Linked DNA regions of Ovis aries: region 2 is linked to region 1. A link is a contact called in public Hi-C data. All regions are on one chromosome and are shown on one strand. Each heading gives the region's core, a stretch centred on a gene start, on an enhancer-like site or on the middle of the called end of the contact. The rest is flanking DNA. Distances are from core to core; before and after follow the strand shown. Region 1 has its middle 160 kb from the start of OSR1. Region 2 has its middle 230 kb from the start of OSR1.

What was found. A called contact is a pair of places that touch in the nucleus more often than the background predicts.
Region 2: a Hi-C map of tail adipose tissue shows a contact between it and region 1, with 4 times the contacts expected there. The contact joins two enhancer-like sites. A contact is called at or near these places in 3 of 16 Hi-C or Micro-C datasets (skin fibroblasts and tail adipose tissue).

What each region holds. Positions count from the first base shown.
Region 1 is chr3:27,453,547-27,458,198 of ARS-UI_Ramb_v3.0, forward strand. No RefSeq gene overlaps it. Among named protein-coding and RNA genes, the nearest start is that of OSR1, 160 kb to the left of the region's middle. Within about 2 kb of position 3,100, at least 8 of the 54 cell types and tissues checked have an H3K27ac peak or open chromatin away from gene starts, as enhancers often do. A contact at or near this core is called in tail adipose tissue, where this site is marked.
Region 2 is chr3:27,525,279-27,530,274 of ARS-UI_Ramb_v3.0, forward strand. No RefSeq gene overlaps it. Among named protein-coding and RNA genes, the nearest start is that of OSR1, 230 kb to the left of the region's middle. Within about 2 kb of position 2,818, at least 14 of the 54 cell types and tissues checked have an H3K27ac peak or open chromatin away from gene starts, as enhancers often do. A contact at or near this core is called in tail adipose tissue, where this site is marked.

The DNA of each region.
Region 1 (4,652 bases), core at 1,850-4,349:
ACAACAAGAAGAACAAAAAGCACAGGGATTTCAGAGTTGGTTCTAGCCTTGAATTTAAGAGCTAGAACCTGGGGAAGTCTCTTCATTTCCCTGGGCTCTGGTTACCTCAGATGACACCCTGACGTCCACCTGCCCAACGTACGGGCGAGGCCTGGTCTGGATCCAAGAACCACATAGAAAGGCCGTGAGTCAGTTGTCAGTTCTGAGCCTGACTCATCACAAGATGGGTTAATGGTAAAGTGGGGCGGGGGGGAGGGGGGGGAGTGTGTGCAATCCACAGTTTTTCCTAAAATTTCCCCTGAACGATCCTCATTTGTGGGCAAAATGCTCAAGAATGCTATTTTTAAAGGGTGACGATATTTGGTTAAAATGTTCTCAGAAGAAGGGGAGGTACGGACCAGGAGAAATTTGCCCAAACCACAAGGCCTCCGAACTCTAGTCCACATCACCAGCAACAGCCCTAATGAGCTCTGTGCTGGACTCTCCAAATTGAATTACATAATACATTTCCGTTTCATTTCATGAATCACAACTTGGGATACAATGTTCCTGGGTTGCAGTTGATATATTTCAGAGATTACCAAAGATTTCAAAAAGAAAAATCTATTTTATTAAATTCATATGTAAAATGTCTGTATGTCAGCCAACTTATTTATTTCAAATTTGGGATTTTCTTAAACGCTGTAGTTAGAGCTCAACGTCAAGAGAGTTCCCGATAAACTCACTTATGAATGGTAAAAAGGCAGTTGCCCCTGGATTTTTCATTTCTTCTGACAGCTCAGTTCCTGGCTGATGATGGTGGGTTTTATTTCAGCTGCCCCTGTTGGAGTCCCTTTGCGGTTGAAAGTGAGAATGAGTGGTTAAAGCCTCAGAACATGGACCAGGGGAAGTGAAACTTGTATGGAGAACTAGGTGACAGTTTAGTTCGCCATAACCCTAAGCCCCATGTTTAAATGTTAACTCCTCTGTGGATGGCAGCATCTATGGCATCTGGGGTGCTCACTCCCCTTTGCTCAGTACATCATAGGAGTTAGAGCACCAGTTCTGGAATCAGAAAGACAAGTTCAAATCCTAGCTCAGCTGTTGTTAGCTCTGCAGCTTTGGGAAGGTTATTTAATCTCCCTAAGCTTCAGTGCAGTAAGCTGTAATATGGGAAGAATAATAGCACAGAAGAATAATAATAATGTCATAGAGTTGTTACAGCGACTAACTACATGCAGTCTTTGGGGCAAATAGCACAGTGCCTAGCACACAGTAAGTGATCAGTAAACATCAGCTGTGTATTAATGCTGTTTTCCTACCTTCGAAGCAGCAACTCTGAATTACATACTGAGTTTTGGCATATCCAGCATCTCCCCAGTCTCCACTTGTTTTCCAAACATACAATCTGGTTCACTTTTGTGAAAGTTCGTCCTCTTTGAGATGTGACCTGCTGTACGCTGTTAATTCACGTATTCATTCATCATTCATTTAATATGTCCTTCCTATTGTTGATGTGCCAAACAGAAAGTTAAACATTAGGGGAACAAAATTGAGAAAAACAAAAGAGAGTTTCTTCCCTCCAGGTTCTAACTGATGAGACAAGATTGAGATGACGAGGAACTGGTTCTGGAGAGTGCTGAATGTGATGAAGCTGCTGCAGAAGCAGAGGGAAAGGCCTTCTGAACCACACTGGGCCCTGGGTGAGCTCCATCTTCTCTACCGGGCAGCTGTGTAGGTGAAACAAAAACCAGAGTGGAAATGGAAAAAGGCTGTGAGTGGAGGAGATGGACTCGTTGAGCAGACGGAGACTAGTCCTCATGAAATAGCTGAGATCAGGTGGAGAGAACGTCAGTTTTAAACGTCACTCCGACAATTGAAACCCCATTTTACAGAGGAGGAAATGGAGGCCCAGAGAGATTTGCGAACCTGGTCCAAGATCATATGGGGGCTTCTCTGGCAGCACAGCAGTAAAGAATCCACCTGCAATGCAGGAGCCACAGGATCCATGGGTTGGATCCTGGGTCAGGAAGATCCCCTAGAGGAGGGCATGGCAACCCACTCCGGTATTCTTGCTTGGAGAATCCCATGGACAGAAAAGCCTGGAAGGCTACAGTCCATGAGGTCACAAAGAGTCAGAAACAACTGAAGCAACCTAGAACACACACATGCAAGATCATACAGCTAGTAGTTAATGGCAGAGGTGTGACTTGACCCCAAAGCTGACTCTTTCCAAAGAACTATACCACATTCCCCTTACTCTATCATGCATTCTACAAAGAAGCCTGTGATTGGTATTGATTAGAAGTCTAAAGAGGCTTCCTGGTCTTTTGGACTAACATACATTGCACCAATCATCATTGAATGGTATATGGATGGTCTAATCTCAATTTCTTCCAAAGCAGTAACGAATAGGTGATAAGTCATTTGAATGGAACTGGCAATTCCTTTCGGCCTACATTCTCACACCCCAGTTTAAATTTCTATAACACAATGCAGGTGTGGCAGAGCATTTTCAATTCTTACCGTGGAAGACAAAAACAATCCTTAGCTTATAAAGGAATACTATTGCTCCATTAGCATGCTTGGCTTTTTCTCTTTGTAACCCCTAATTACCTTATTTATGAATAGGATAAGATCTTTTCTTTATCTCAACTCACTGGAGTTAACAACCGTGATGATGGATCTTGCCGAAGACCAAGTTCACAGTGCTGAGGGGTTAGTGTGTGTGTGTCCGTGTCCTAAGGCTCTGCCCTCAGGGTGACACCTCACCTTACGCTCGCATTGCATTTGTAGTTTATGAATTCTTGTGCTTCCTCTATGTTCTTTTGATGTTCGCAGCAACTCTGGGAGGAAAATAGGATCATTTTTTCCCATGTCCACCCCACAGAGCGCTTAGGGGATGGTCACAGTGTGACAAGGGCCAGCACTGACCCCCGTGGCCTGCACCCCAGACCAGTTCTGTTGCCTGCACTGCGCTCTCTCCTAATTGCTCTGTTCACTTTGTACCTGTGAGGGTTAACTGGGAACACAGGAGTTCTGTTAAATATCACAGTAGTTAGTACATTTTAATCCTGATCCCCTAGCCTACTGTAGCTGCTGTAAAATATATGGCAATAATTTCCTGAGGCAGAGTAATGTACAAGGAATGTCAGGCCAGCCTCTGGGCATATTTGCCTTAGCTCAGTTTTATTAAAGTGAAACTTTTATTAAGGCATGTGGTGAATTGAGCAATCGGCATGATTCATGCCGTTATAAACCCATTGCTACACTCACAATAAATCAATGAGCCATTGTCGTACATTTGCTGTGGAGTTGGTAGAAACGAGGAAAAAATCAATATGGGGATATTATTCAGACCATATGAAAGTATTAAAGTGTATTCTGTGTGTATTAAACCTGGCCAAACCATATTTCATGTGTACTTTTTTTTTTCGTAAAGATCTCCGTTAGTATCCTCTACCTTATATTATTTGCTAATCCATATGCTGTTGTGAAATAATTAGAGGAAATATTTTAAATTCCATGTAAGTCTTTATGATTTTTAAAGTGCATTTCATAATGCTGAATTTACATAATAAAACTGTCCTGAGGACCAAGCATTCACAATATTAACAATGAGACTTGTCCGTTACAAACATAGCCTGTATGTATGTTTCACTGTATCACTAATAATAATAATAATAATAATAATAAACCAACAGGAGGAAGTGATTTGAGCCAGAGAAAGGGCACTTTTCATGACCTCCCTGCTCAATGGGGACAATCACTGAGCCAGCCACAATCTCCACGTATCTGGAAACTATTACTGTATCTCCGTTTACCTGGAACCTTCTCTGGTTGTTGAAATCCATATTGGTGACAGACGTCTCCCTTTAGGGCTGCAGTGTGTGATCACCTGTGTTTCTGGATTAGGAACTTTCAGGTTCCTCTGGAGGCTGATGTGAGTTGGTCACAAGAAAAGGTATAGCTACATCTGGCTTCAAACGCAAGCTGCAATACCATTGAGATCATTCTCTGGTTTGGGTGGTGGGGAGCTGAGTTATTCATGGCCATCTTAGTCACTGGCAGTGGTTTCTGTGGTGCTCTAATGATTTCTGAAGCAAAGGCTGGATTTCACAAAACACCTTTGTAATGCCCATAGAGGTCAAGGCCCTCTACTAGGCATGAAAGGAAAGACATGTGAATGTACCCTGGTGCTAAGTTCAGCTGGGCCATCTCTAACAAGTGCTGGAAGTAGAGAGGATCATGGAGGCTGAGAGGAGGCAGAGACAGTTCCAACTGGAGAGACTGAGATTCTGGAAGAAATTTTGAAGGATGTTTTCAGCTTCAACAGTCTTAACACATGAACCAATATTATTTTCCCTGTCCTCGAGTTGTAGGCTGTAGGCAGCTGGCTACCCAAGGGCTATTTTTGGGAGTAACAGAATCAGTAGCTCCACATAATTGAAAGTCCGTTGGGAGTCCCCTTATTGACATCATTTTACATTTTCCAATAGCAGGAGAGATCCAAATGCATAATCCAGGCACCCTGGACATGAAAGGAATTTTGTGACAAGCCTTGTAATTAAAACAATTATGTTCATTCTCTGATGGAAAGCTTCTTGTGGAATTTGTTTTATTTTTCATGTATGACAGGCTTAATAAAAATACTATTCTAAATACTAACCTAA
Region 2 (4,996 bases), core at 1,568-4,067, 71 kb after region 1:
GAATTCCATGGACTGTATAGTCCATGGGGTCGCAAAGAGTCAGACACAACTGAGCAACTTTCACTTTCCTTCACTTTCACTTGCTATAAAACTAACACAACATTGCAAATCTACACGCCACTAAAAAATTTTTTTAAGAAATAGAGCTTTTTAAGCTTGAAAAGATAAAACCTCAAGAATATATCAAGGACTTCCCTGAGTCCAGTGGTTAAGAATCTGCCTGCCAATGCAGGGGACAAAAGTTCAATTCCTGGTCTGGAAAGAGATCACGTGCCATGGGGCAACAAGCCTGTGCACCACAACCACTGAGACCGCAGGCCTAGTGCTCCCCAGCAGGAGCAACCACCGCAATGAGAAGCCCGGGCACTGCGAGGAAGAGTAGCCCTCGCCCGCTCACCACAACTAGAGAAAGCCTGTGTACAGCAACAGAGACTCAGCGCAGCCAAAAAAAAATTTTTAATTAAAAAAAGTACATATCATTGCCTTTTAAAAAAGCTCACAATCATCACAGCAGAAGTTAAGGGAATTATTAAGAGCTACACTGAAAAGAGGAGAGTGAAAAAGTTGGCTTAAAGCTCAACATTCAGAAAACGAAGATCATGGCATCCAGTCCCATCACTTCATGGCAAATAGATGGGGAAACAGTGGAAACAGTGGCAGACTTTATTTTTGGGGCTCCTAAATCACTGCAGATGGTGATTGCAGCCATGAAATTAAAAGACACTTACTCCTTGGAAGAAAAGTTATGACCAACCTAGATAGCATATTGAAAAGTAGAGACATTACTTTGCCAACAAAGGTCTGTCTAGTCAAGGCTATGGTTTTTCCAGTGGTCATGTATGGATGTGAGAGTTGGACTGTGAAGAAAGCTGAGCGCCCAAGAATTGATGCTTTTGAACTATGGTGTTGGAGAAGACTCTTGAGAGTCCCATGGACAGCAAGGAGATCCAACCAGTCCATTCTGAAGGAGATCAGCCCTGGGATTTCTTTGGAAGGAATGATGCTAAAGCTGAAACTCCAATACTTTGGCCACCTCATGTGAAGAGTTGACTCATTGGAAAAGACTCTGATGCTGGGAGGGATTGGGGGCAGGAGAAGAAGGGGACGACAGAGGATGAGATGGCTGAATGGCATCACTGACTCGATGGACGTAGGTTTGAGTGAACTCTGGGAGATGGTGATGGACAGGGAGGCCTGGCGTGCTGCGATTCATGGGGTTGCAAAGAGTCGGACACGACTGAGCGGCTGAACTGAACTGAACTGAACTGATACTGAAAAGACAGAGAAGGCAATGGCACCCCACTCCAGTATTCTTGCCTGGAAAATCCCACAGACGGAGCAGCCTCGGGTAGGCTGCAGTCCATGGGGTTGCGAAGAGTCGGATACGACTGAGTGACTTCATTTTCACGCAGTGGAGAAGGAAATGGCAATCCACTCCAGTGTTCTTGCCTGAAGAATCCCAGGAACGGCGGAGCCTGGTGGGCTGCCGTCCATGGGGTTGCACAGAGTTGGACACGACTGAAGCGACTTTGCAGCAGCAGCAGCAGCATACTAAAAAGATTCAGTAGTAAAACTACAATTTACAAGTAAAGGTACAGAAAAGCAGAATGTCAATTCAAAAAGGAATTTCCCAAATCATAACTGGCCAGGAATGAAGAGAGCTGCCTCCTGCAGGGATGAGTTCCCTGTCACTGTCACTCTAGTTCTCTAACAGAGCAGGGGAGTTCGGGAGCCAAAGAAGGGATTCCTGCACAGTATGGAAGAGTTTGCATTTTATTGGGTTCTTAGTAAAATTTCCAGGAACTGTGCTAAAGCCTTTTACTGTGGAGTATTTTTATTCTACCCTCATGAAATATCTGGGAAATCAATATCATTATCCCCACTTCATAAATAAGAAATCAGAAGCTCAGAGTGGTTAATAATATGATCACAGACACACATAAGTGGGAAGCCAGATTCTTCATCTCTGGCTGCCAACTCCATGCTTAACCCAGAACGTGATACTGTCACCAGCTCTGCAAGTCCATGAGTCTCTGTACCCAAAATTGGCAAAAAGAGATAAGAAACCTAAAAACAGAAGAAATAGCTCCAGGACCAAAGTGACCACAATTTTTTTTTTTAATTCCACATGCCATAAAGTACCATTTGGAGCTACTTTTGGAGTTTGGGGGTTTTGATTCTCTGAAGACTTCCAGAAAGCAACGTTCAGGCATCTCCCTCTTCCTTTCCACGTGTTTCTCCCCCTTCTATAACCTTCCTCCTCCCTCACCTCCAAGGATCCAGAACCCTCATGCTGCCCAGGGCTGAACAGAACAGGTCTCGTTTGCACTCTGCAGCCATTCTGGCATCAGCTCTACCCCAGGATATCATGTTTTGAAGAGAGGTAGCTAGAGACAGTAATGCTTAGCCCAGGGGAATGAACTGCAGTACTGGGGTTTCTGGCACAATGAGTCTTTTCTAGAGATGCTTCAGGCATCCCCAAGCAAACTACAGAGGGCACCGTTGAGCTCCCTGGGGTAAAGCTAGTTGTGCTCTTAAGTAATAACAATTTCCTTTCAGCACTGATTTTCCTGGAAAATACACAGATTCGTTTACTCATGCTTTGGAGAAGGATTTACAAGTCCTCTTTTGTAAAGAGAAATCTGTTAAGTGGCTTGAGTGAGACAGATCATCACTTCTTTGATCCTTGCAGAAACAGGAAGAGAGGTCCCAAGATTCTGACTCACCCTCCAACAGCCTGACCCTGAGCAACCCAGCGCAGTCCTGGGCCGAGAGCGAGCTGGCACTCTTCCGTCTTCTCTCTCTCTGTTGCTTTTGATTTTACACACTCTGAGTCACTGCTGCAATTCCACGCGACCAGCTGGGTGGCCAGCATCCAGCTCTGGGTCTCCTGCCTTGATGGATGAGAGTCTTCCTAAACATCTGCTCTGGGCACCTGTCTCTCCACCCTGATGTGAGCCAACAGTGAGTCATCTTCCCTTACCTGTCTTCAGCACTTGGCCCACTGGGATGTTACGAGCAAAGCTTTCCTTTTCTCAGCATGGATCTGATTGTGCAACTATATCCATGTACTTCTGACAACATTCTCAGCTTTGTGTAATCTCCAACCAGATGAATAATTTTCGTTTGTGCATTTCAATGAGTTTGGGAAACATTCAGGGTTCAGAGGTACAGCTAGAAATATTTCCAGAAAGATGAGTCAAATAATGTCAGAGGTGACTGGGAAAGAGAAGAAAGGGTCCTGGCACGCCTCTCCTGTGAGCCAACAGTCCTGATGTGCACTTTGGGGTCACAGTTTCCAGCTTGCAAAGCCTTGGCTGTTGAAATGAAATGTCCATCTCTTTGTTCCACCTCCCACTTTCTCCTCTTTCTCTTCCTCCTGCTTCTCTCTCCTCCAGTTTCCCACCTCCACACAGAATATTGCTTAATCCTCACTGATAACTCGCTAAGCCTGGATTTGTCTATGGGGAGATTCCCTTTCTGTAAGTGCTCCGAATCCCATACATTTGCCAGCAGTGCAACTTCTTTCTGAGTAAGGATGAATGTCCCCACCACCAAGAAGACAACAAGGAAAAAGTCCAGAGGGGACCCTTCACCTCTTCTTCTCAGGGCTGGAAGAACGCCTTAAAAGAAGGTAAAACTTCCAAAAAATATTCCCAATATACCTCTCATAACAATACCATACCAGAGTATGTAGTCCAAAATAAAATGAGTGTTTTCCTGCACAACATCTTGAGGATATCTTGAAGGTGTCAAAAATGGCAGAAGGAGCTCACACTCATCAAAGCATTCTGTTAACCAAACCCATGGCCTCTGGGGCTTTAAAAACTACAGGAATAGAGGTAAATGGTTCAATCAACCTTGACTCCAAAGGGGTTGATATAAGCAGGAGCAGAAGCAGACACAGAGGTGTATGTGCAGCATTGGAAAAGTGAAACGAAAGCAAAACGTTAGTCGCTCAGTCATGTTCAATTCTTTGGGATCCCAAGGACCATAGCCTGCCAGGCTCCTCTGTCCATGGGCTTCTCCAGGCAAGAATACTGGAATGAATAGCCATTCTCTTCTCCAGGGAATCTTCCCAATCTAGGGATTGAACCCAGGTCTCCAGCACTGCAGGCAGACTCTTTACCATCTGAGCCACCAGGGAAGTCCATGAGCAGCGCTAAACAACAGTATTCGCCCTGGATCAGTGCTTTGCAGTGTGTTGACCTGCATCACTGTAGTGCTCTGCAGAGACTCAGCTAAAGGATTCCAAGTGTGAACAAAGGATAGGAACTGCACTCGGGACAAGCTGGACAGAGTTCACCTGTCTGTGGGGAGCAGGGGAGGTTGGCTCTGGGATCCAGGTTGCTCTCTGCTCCTGGCCCTAGAGCAGGACTCTCATGTGCAGCCTGTTCTTGGCATTTGTTCACACCAGCTTCTGCCTAGAGGGCCAGTCTGGCTAACTGAACAGAAGGTTCAGGCTTTAAGTGCTAAGCTGCCCCACGCTCTTCCCATCTCTATGTCCCGTACACCTTCTACCCACTCTCCTTGCTCTTTCCTCCCAGCCGTCTGGCTGCTCTTTCCCAGCCTTGCCCTGCTCTGCTCTCTGGACTCTTCCTCTTCTGCCCAGCCCTAACCTGCTCATATTCTTCAAGTTCTCTTTGACCCAGTGCTCTTCCCACACTTTACGCCCTTCCTCCATTCTCCTGGTTGCTGATCCAGGTCAGCAATCCAGGTCACACTGAGGTCTCACAAAGCCCCAGACCCAGCTGAGAGCTCCCTCACCACTTCCTCACTATCCCAAGATACCTCTTACCCCACGGATCCTGGTTCCCTGTTGTCTTTACCCTTTCTGTCGGAATATCCATGATTCCATCGGCCTCTGACCTGGAGATGTTGCCTAACCAAGAAGCGAGCACAGCGAGGTACAAAGTGCACGAACTTTGAAGGTGGGCAGGGTTTGGGTCCTCCTTCCACCATTAAGAGCTGTGTGTCTCTTGTTTGCTGTCTCCAC